Regions from separate parts of the Delphinus delphis genome. Here region 1 is linked to region 2. A link is a contact called in public Hi-C data. All regions are on one chromosome and are shown on one strand. The core of a region is the stretch at or near the end of the contact, and the rest is flanking DNA. Distances in the headings are between cores, read along the strand shown. Region 1 holds the start of CLPTM1L (CLPTM1 like). Region 2 holds the start of NDUFS6 (NADH:ubiquinone oxidoreductase subunit S6).

The links. Hi-C and Micro-C count contacts between places; a contact is called where the count stands out from the background.
Region 1: a contact with region 2 is called in a Hi-C map of lung, with 10 times the contacts expected there. The contact joins the promoter of CLPTM1L here to the promoter of NDUFS6 in region 2. A contact is called at or near these places in 2 of 3 Hi-C or Micro-C datasets (lung and muscle).

Annotation. Positions count from the first base shown.
Region 1 is chr3:172,079,748-172,083,665 of mDelDel1.2, reverse strand. It overlaps CLPTM1L (CLPTM1 like), which reads right to left and starts at 1,742. Exons shown (of 17, transcript XR_009519031.1): 1 at 1,345-1,742; 2 at 857-957.
Region 2 is chr3:171,791,605-171,795,352 of mDelDel1.2, reverse strand. It overlaps NDUFS6 (NADH:ubiquinone oxidoreductase subunit S6), which reads left to right and starts at 1,502. Exons shown (of 4, transcript XM_060009692.1): 1 at 1,502-1,667; 2 at 2,573-2,626. The coding sequence starts at 1,536. MRPL36 (mitochondrial ribosomal protein L36) reads right to left here and starts at 2,367. Exons shown (of 2, transcript XM_060009690.2): 1 at 1,996-2,367. The coding sequence starts at 2,165.

The DNA.
Region 1 (3,918 bases), core at 493-2,992, 290 kb before region 2:
GCTGAGAAATACTAAAAACGGAACCCAGCGACCTGGATGTTCCTGAAGTCCTGAGTGCGCACATTTATGGAACACGCCCTGCAAGCACGGCAGCTGCCCAAAAGCTGAAAGGCCTGCATTCCGGGCGCTGAGGTCACAGGCTAAGGGGGCCAACACCAAACGTGTGTGCCCCGCCCCCTGCCCCGCCCCCGCAGCGGCAAGAGGATGTGTATCCCGCAAGACACCACGCACCCCGGTGCTCACTCTGACGCCTCCCAGACAGCCAAGAGGGAAGAGGAGAACTTGTGACAAACACATGATCTTTAAAATTAAACTTGCTAGAATTTAAGAAACTAAAACCATAGCTTAAATACAGCTTCAAAAAGCCACTCTACAGACGTCAACGTTTATATTGCTTGCTCTGTTGCAAAGTTACATTTCACTTAATTACGATTTTCTGCTAAATTCTTTCCTCCGTCCCCTTCCCTTTTCCCTTCTAGACGACATAACTGAACCACTTCTGCCAGGAAAACGCAAGTTGTTCTCTGTGGGAAACTGCGTGTGTAAGCTCTGTTCCCCACGTAGTCCCCACCATAATCCCCACTCCTCTGGAAGCTCCCCAGGGCCGCACCGTATCCCACAGCTGTCAGACGCTGGGTAAGCTACTTCCTAAAGGACAAACTCGGCGTCTGCTACTTTCAAGTGAAAAAGTTTGCTTGTGTGCGTATCACACACACCTGCAATGAAAACGTTCTACCGTGCACGAGATGGCTGGTGCCGCTGCTTCTCCGTGGTACCCTCCTCACGTGCAGAACGCTGACCTGTCAACAATCTCAACGTCAATGATGCCTGCCTGTCACCCTGTCCACAACCATACCTTTCAAATTTGGACTCCACGTCAAAGTCCTCCACGTTCAAGACCAGGTCCACGTTGTTCTCGGCACCCAGGTTGGACCGTGTGGCGGTGTACACGCTGAGCTGGAAAGGACGTCAAGAAAGTCAGCTGGGCAAGGCCCCTGGCAGAAAGCACACAGAGACCTGACCAGCCACACAGGGAAAGGTGCATCTTAACTCCGCAAGGGACACAACTCCGCCCGGTGACAGGACGTTCCGGGACGCGCCTGCTGCAAAGGAACAACCTGCTAAAGTGTGTGGCTGCCTGATGAACGGGGCAGGGGTACAGGGACTCTGGACGCCATGTGATGGGGTGAAGAGGGTCACGGGGGCCAGCGTGCGGGGTCAGGAGCTTTACGATTCGGGGGCGGGGAGGAGAGAACTCTGCCCAGACCCGGTCAGGTTCAGGTGCGAAGGGCCCGGCCCCGCCCAGCCCGAGATCAGAGGTCAGGTGCGAAGGCCGGCGCTCACCTGCAGCTTGGGCCTCCGCGCCAGGTAGGGCTGGATGCAGTTGCCGTCGCCGGCGCACGGGCGGGTGTAGACGATGCCATACATGACCCAGCAGGTGTGCACCACGTACACCACGAACACGCCCACGACCAGGCTGGTGAAGGAGCTGCGGCCGCTCCACATGGCGCCGCCGCCGCCGCCGCCGCCCGGCCCGGCCCGCCTCGCAGCCGCGGGCCCCGCCGCCCGCCCTTCCGGCGCCCTGCCGGCCGCTCCGGCCGCCGCCGCTCACGCGAGAGCCGCTGCGCGCCGCCGCCACCGCCGGGGAAAGAACGCGCTGCGCGCCGCGGGCCGCCAGCCGCCCCGCATGCTCCCGCCGCCGCCGCCGCCGCCGACCTGTCGCTGCGGGATTCGCCGGTGCGCCGCTTCCGGGCCCGCGCCGCCCGCCGGAAGTGGGCGCGCCGCGCGGCCCCCTGGGAAGCGTAGTCCTGCCGCCGCCGCGCACGCGCGCACGCCTGCGTGAGTGGCGCGACGCTATCGTCACCCGCCTGCGCCGTCCTCCCGGCGTACCCCGCGGGGTCCGGGCGCTGGCAATTCGGCGGGTCCCAGGGCACCTATGGGGCGGGGGCGTCGGGAGGGCCGGGGCGCAGGACTCTCCAACGCCGCCACCACCGGAGAAGCGGGAGGGACCCTCGCACCCGGGCCAAACGGCGGGGCGGCGTGTGAACGCGGAGGAGCCGGGCCTGAGACGCGGCGGGGGTGTGCGCTGTTCTCAGCCTTTCTGAGTCTGGCGTTATGTCAACGTGAAAAATGGAAGAGAAAAGAAATAGACTCACTAAAGTCAGCGACCCTTTCGTGTTGATTTCCGTCGTCTTTAAATATGAACCCCCAGAGGGGCGCCTTTGAAGAAAAACACAGCATTTCTAAATGAAGGGCCGAGGCCCTTGTCAACGAAAGTAATCGATAAACAATCTATAACAATAGAAAAGAGTTTTATTTGAGCCAAGCTGAGGACTAGCCCAGAAGCCCGCTTACCAGGTTTCCCCGAGAAACTGCTCCGGATAAGCATGATTTTCGGCACAGTTTTATATTTCGTCAGAACAAAGAACATTAAACAAGTCAGATAACATTTCTTCAAGGTTTTAATAAAGAGAACAGATCAGCACGTAAACAGCGAATCAGTATGGCCTTGGCGCCTGGGAAGGGCTTCTTATCAAAGGAGGACCAGCATTGGCGTCCCAGGAAGAGCGCCATTTAATCTTTTTTTTTTAACATGGACATTCTTTACTTCTGGTCAATGTGTCCTTTTTTTCTAATAATTAAAGCAGATGTACAATGTATGTCTCATAGGCCACAAACAGGCTATTTTAGTTAGCATCAAATTCAAGTTAATTCATATATAAGCCAGAACGACTTCCCTATATCTCAATACGTGAACAGTTTTTTTTTCTTTTTTCTTTTTTTCTTTTAAATCACCCTCCAGTGCCTCCCAGGAGCCGAGGCTGCTGAGGGCTGGACCGGATCCTCAGTAGCTCCCCTTAGGGCCAGCCCCCCCGCCCGCTAGAGGGAGAGCTCAGCTGGGGCTCCAGGGAGTGAGGGAACTCATTCCCCCTGTCCAGGCTGTTGAAAGCTGCCCAGTTGGCCCCTGGAAGGGCACGTGCTCTTCCTGTTTGCATTAAAGAGTCCGTGGAATCAGGACCTTTGATTCATTGGAGCCTCCCATGCCCAGTGGCCGGCCCTCTGTGATGGAGAATGCGCCATCCTCATTCGCATTCACATCCACTTCTCTTTTCCTTCTGTCTCACAATCAAAAACATTGCTAAGCGTTTATAGAAACAGTAGATGCTGTTAAAGACCCAATAAATTGCTCAGGGCTTCAGAGAAGGGGGTGGGGGCTCGCTGAGTAGATGGGAGGGTGATTTGCTGCTGCAGAGACGGTGGAGGGATGGAGGCCTCCCAGGAGCAAGGCATCAGGGGCGGAGTGCCGCGGTGGCTCTGGGTCACCCCCCTGGGATATGGGTCAGAGACTTAGGGGCATCGGAGACTTTTCCCTGCCTCTTGCACCCTCACGTACTCACCCTCCCCTGTAGCATCTTCTTGTGGCCATGTTGGCTTCCGCCATTGGAATAGCATGTAGCTGGACCCCCGTCTCCACCTTCCCCTCCCGCCTGCTCCCTGTTCAGCACACCTGCCCTCCTGTTGGAAACCCTTTGCTGACTCCTGTCACCCTGAGTATAAAATCCATCCTCCGTAGCAGGCTTACCAGCCCTTTGCCCTCAGCTGTCGTGCGCTGTGCTCCTGCCACACTTGGGGAGCACCTTCAGGGCTGGGCTGCCCTACACCCTGCAGCTTTGCCCTCGGTGCTCTACTCTGTGCAGCGGAGGAAGGCATGCTATAGGCCTCTTAGTCTGCAGGGAACAAAGGCCACCTCCAGTTTTGTGAGCCTACAAGGGGATGGGTGTGGTACCCAGGGCAGGGCATCTCATGGCATCCAGAGGCCAGGATACAGCCGGCCTTCAGCGGGGGGGCTCTAGGATGCAGCTTCACATCCCTCTCCCAATCTTGCAGACTGAGCTTTGATCCAGTTTGAACTCCGTT
Region 2 (3,748 bases), core at 253-2,752:
ATGCCGTCGTCCGGAGTGTCCGCCAGGAAGGAAGATGGCAGCAGGGTCACGTGGCGGTCCCCTCGGGGCTGGGCGCAGAGGCGGAGCCACGGGGGTGCGGGAGTCGCGGAGCGCCGGGTTCCTCCCCGGCTGCTTGCCTTTCCCCTCCCCGGTCCCCTGCATACCCAGCCCGCCCCCCACTCCCGGGACCCTGCGCCCTCCTCCCGGGACTCCCCCAGCCCTGTGGGCCACCGGGCGGCTAAGGTTTGGGGGGCGCTCCCGGGGGCGGGGGAGGGATGAAAAATGGGAACAAAAGTAGGTATTTTGAATGAAAAAGAAGTCACAACCAAGTAGACTTTTTAAAAAGCTGATAAATATCAATGTCAAAACAAAATCTAGAAAAACCTCATGTTTGTATTAAGTGGACATCCTGGGAGAAATGTGGCGAGGCTCAGGGGAACGCATGGAAATAGGCCCTGGTTCTAACTGACTGCAGTTAAATTTATTTCCTCCAACATACTTTCAAACACAGAGAAAAGTTAAAAGACACTGATGGCGAACACCCACGTACGTACCCACTGCCCAGATTCCACAGTGAAATCGCCACGCATGTCTTTCCAGGCTGTGTCTGCGTGGACACAACTACTTTCCACGCACACGAAGGTGAGCTGCACACGGGGTGCACCTGCGCGCCGCCCTGGCACCGCACGCGCACCCCTGACCCGGCTGCAAGCTGTGGCCCCTGCCCAGGTGAGCTCGGGCCTGCCTCTGAGCATGCGTCCGTGGACACCTTTCCGATCCGGGAGGTATTCTGGGCACTGTCGCCTCTCATCGCCACACCGCCCTGGAGTCCAGGCTGTGGGTGCCCTCAGCTCCTGGGCAGTGGGATGCGCGACTCCACCCCAGCTCTGGGACTGCTCCCTGTGCCCACCGCCCTCGCCCATCGGGGGCTGGCCGTGAGCTGACCATCCCGACGGGTCTCTGCACAGGCCGTTTGGAGGACGCCATGAGGGGCAGGAGAGAAGCAGGGCCGGGACCGCGAGGTGTGCTCCAGAGCAGCGGGCCTTTCGGGGCTAACCTGCATGAGGGATGCCATCGGCTGCGCTTTACTGGCAGTTTCATTGGGCTCTGCTGCAGAAACCCCAGAACCACAAAGAAATGCGCTCTGTCCAACATGATGTACTTCCAGTTTCCTCTAAGCAAGGACTCATCTCCAACATTCACAACATTCAACATGTAACTCCCCATGATTATCCGTAACCATCGAAGGTAAGCACTGCATCTTCCGTTTCCATCCTCCCCTGCCCTGCCCCTTGTAAGTGGAGCATCACTAAGTGCTAAGGTTGCGCGGAGCGTCCCCCCTTATCCGGGCTGAGCCCCCGCCCGCCGCTGCACCAGCCGGCCGCACCTGCCTGACCGCACCGCGCGTGCGCGCCTCACCGGGCGAGGTAAATCCGGGCCGAGGTTGTGTGTGGGGGGGGGGGGGGGCGCGGACGCCGTGCGCATGCGTCGGCGCTCGGCGCGTCGGTGCGCGGAGTCGAAGGTCAGCCTGAAAGATGGCGGCGGCGGTGACCTTCCTCAGGTTGCTGGGCAGGGGGGGCGCGGCGGCGCGGAGCCTGCCCGGGGCCGCCAGGTGCTTCGGGGTGCAGACCTCGCCGACCGGGGAGAAGGTCACGCACACCGGCCAGGTAACGCCTGCGGCGCGGAGAGCGCCCTCCCCCTCGGGGCGCCCAGGTGGGCGGAGCCCCGGCTCGGCCCCCGTGTCCCCGGGGCCCAGCGCCCCGCTGCCCCCTGTGCCCCAAGCTCAGTGCCCGTGGTCCAGTCGCCCAGCACCCCGGTCCCTCCTCTTCCCCCGGCCCAGCACCCGGGTCCCACGGTCCAGTCCCTCGGGGCCCCGAGCCCCGCACCCGCAGTCCAGTCCCCCAGTCCCCCTGACGCCCCAGACCCAGCGCCTGCGGTGCCGTCCTCGGTCTCCCCCTCCGTCCGGGGCCCCGGGCCCACTACCCGCAGGGGTACCGAGGGGCTGTCTGCAGCCACTGTGGTCTCATCCTCGCAGCGAACTCGGATCCAAGACTGTTATCCCGGGGTAGCCCCTTGGTTACTGTGGGGAGCCCTCCGGTGGAGTCAGCAATGACCAGTTCTGTGCGTCCGATCTCCTCGTGTTTGTGTAATGTTGAATACCACATTGTAGTAACTCTCGAGTTACTGAAATACAAACACGGCGTTAGGCTGTGATCCGCAGCCCAAAGATGAGGGAGTGAGTACCTGTGTTGTTAGAAAAGGCCACGGAGCAGGTTCAGAGAGGAGGGGAGCTCCGGGGCCTCCGAGGTCGAAGGCGGGTGTCCCCCTCCGCCAGGACTGCGCTCCTCTGCTCCTTCCCTACCTTTTGCTACTTCCAGTTCAGACTCCTGCCTGATGTCCCGTTAGGAATCCTGCTGAAAAACGCCCCTGGGTGCGCAACTACACGGACTCGCGGTGTGTGTGATCGTGAATGGCCTGAACGTTAAGAAAACACTTTTCCTGAAGCGTTTATGATTGGTGTAAGATACAGCATCGGGCCGTAAAAAATCACATACCGTCTTTTTCTTTTCAGGTTTATGGCGATAAAGACTACAGGAAAGTTCGATTTGTAGGTCGTCAGAAAGAGGTGAGTGAAAGGTCTAGCAAAAGAGAGGTGAGCTTTCTAAAACTTTTTATAACGGAGAAGAAATAAATACTAATCTGTAAAATTTAAGTAAATTCTCCCCAGATTGTGAGCACTCTAGAATCTCTGGAATTCTCCATTTCTTCTGCGTGTTAAACATGTCTAGTTCTGTTTTGCTTTTTCCCCCTGAGACATGTAACACGACATCTCGTGAGTATAGTTTTAGCTTACGTGTAAATGGGCGTGACCTTTTCTTTCACTTCTGTGCCTTATACTTGCCAGACTCTCAGGTTAAAGCAGAGTCACATCAATGTTTTAAAATTACTCTTTCAGTCGCTTTTTGGAGTATGTTTTCTGTGGTTCACAGCGTATAGATTAGGCTGGTTCTTTCAGGGACTTTTTTTTTTTTTTTTTGCGGTACTCGGGCCTCTCACTGCTGTGGCCTCTCCCGTTGCGGAGCACAGGCTCCGGACGCGCAAGCTCAGCGGCCATGGCTCACGGGCCCAGCCGCTCCGCGGCATGTGGGATCTTCCCGGACCGGGGCACGAACCCGTGTCCCCTGCATCGGCAGGTGGACTCTAAACCACTGCGCCACCAGGGAAGCCCTTTCAGGGACTTTTGAAGACAGCACATGGGTGGGTCTTCCCTGAGTGGGTCTGAAACACCAGTGCAACCGCTGGACACTGGAATCCTTTCGCCTCGGTGGCCTGCGTTCTTCCCACTTCCTCTCTCCCGTGCCTGCCACCTCAGAGGGAGTCCTCACCGCCCTGGCTCAGGCCTCCCTCCACCCCTCCCCAGCAGTCACCTGGCGTCACTTCTCCCCTTCAGGCAGCCTGTTGATTCTTCCTGCCACCCTCAGCTGTCCCTAAGTCGCATCTCCCCTCCCTTTGACCTTGGTTACGTTGTCCATCCCCAGGGTCTGGTTTCCTACCTCCCACTTTGAGGGTGTCGTGGGGCGAGGAGTCTGGCCCCCTGGATGGAGCAGTTCCAGCAGGTGCGTCCTGAGCCCTGGGGTCGACCCTGCCCCCGGCTTTCCATCTCAGCCTGTCACACTCCTCTCTCCTGGGAATTCTACCGTGGCTTCTGGTTTCTGGTTGCCCTCGCTGGGGACAGACATCAGGGAGC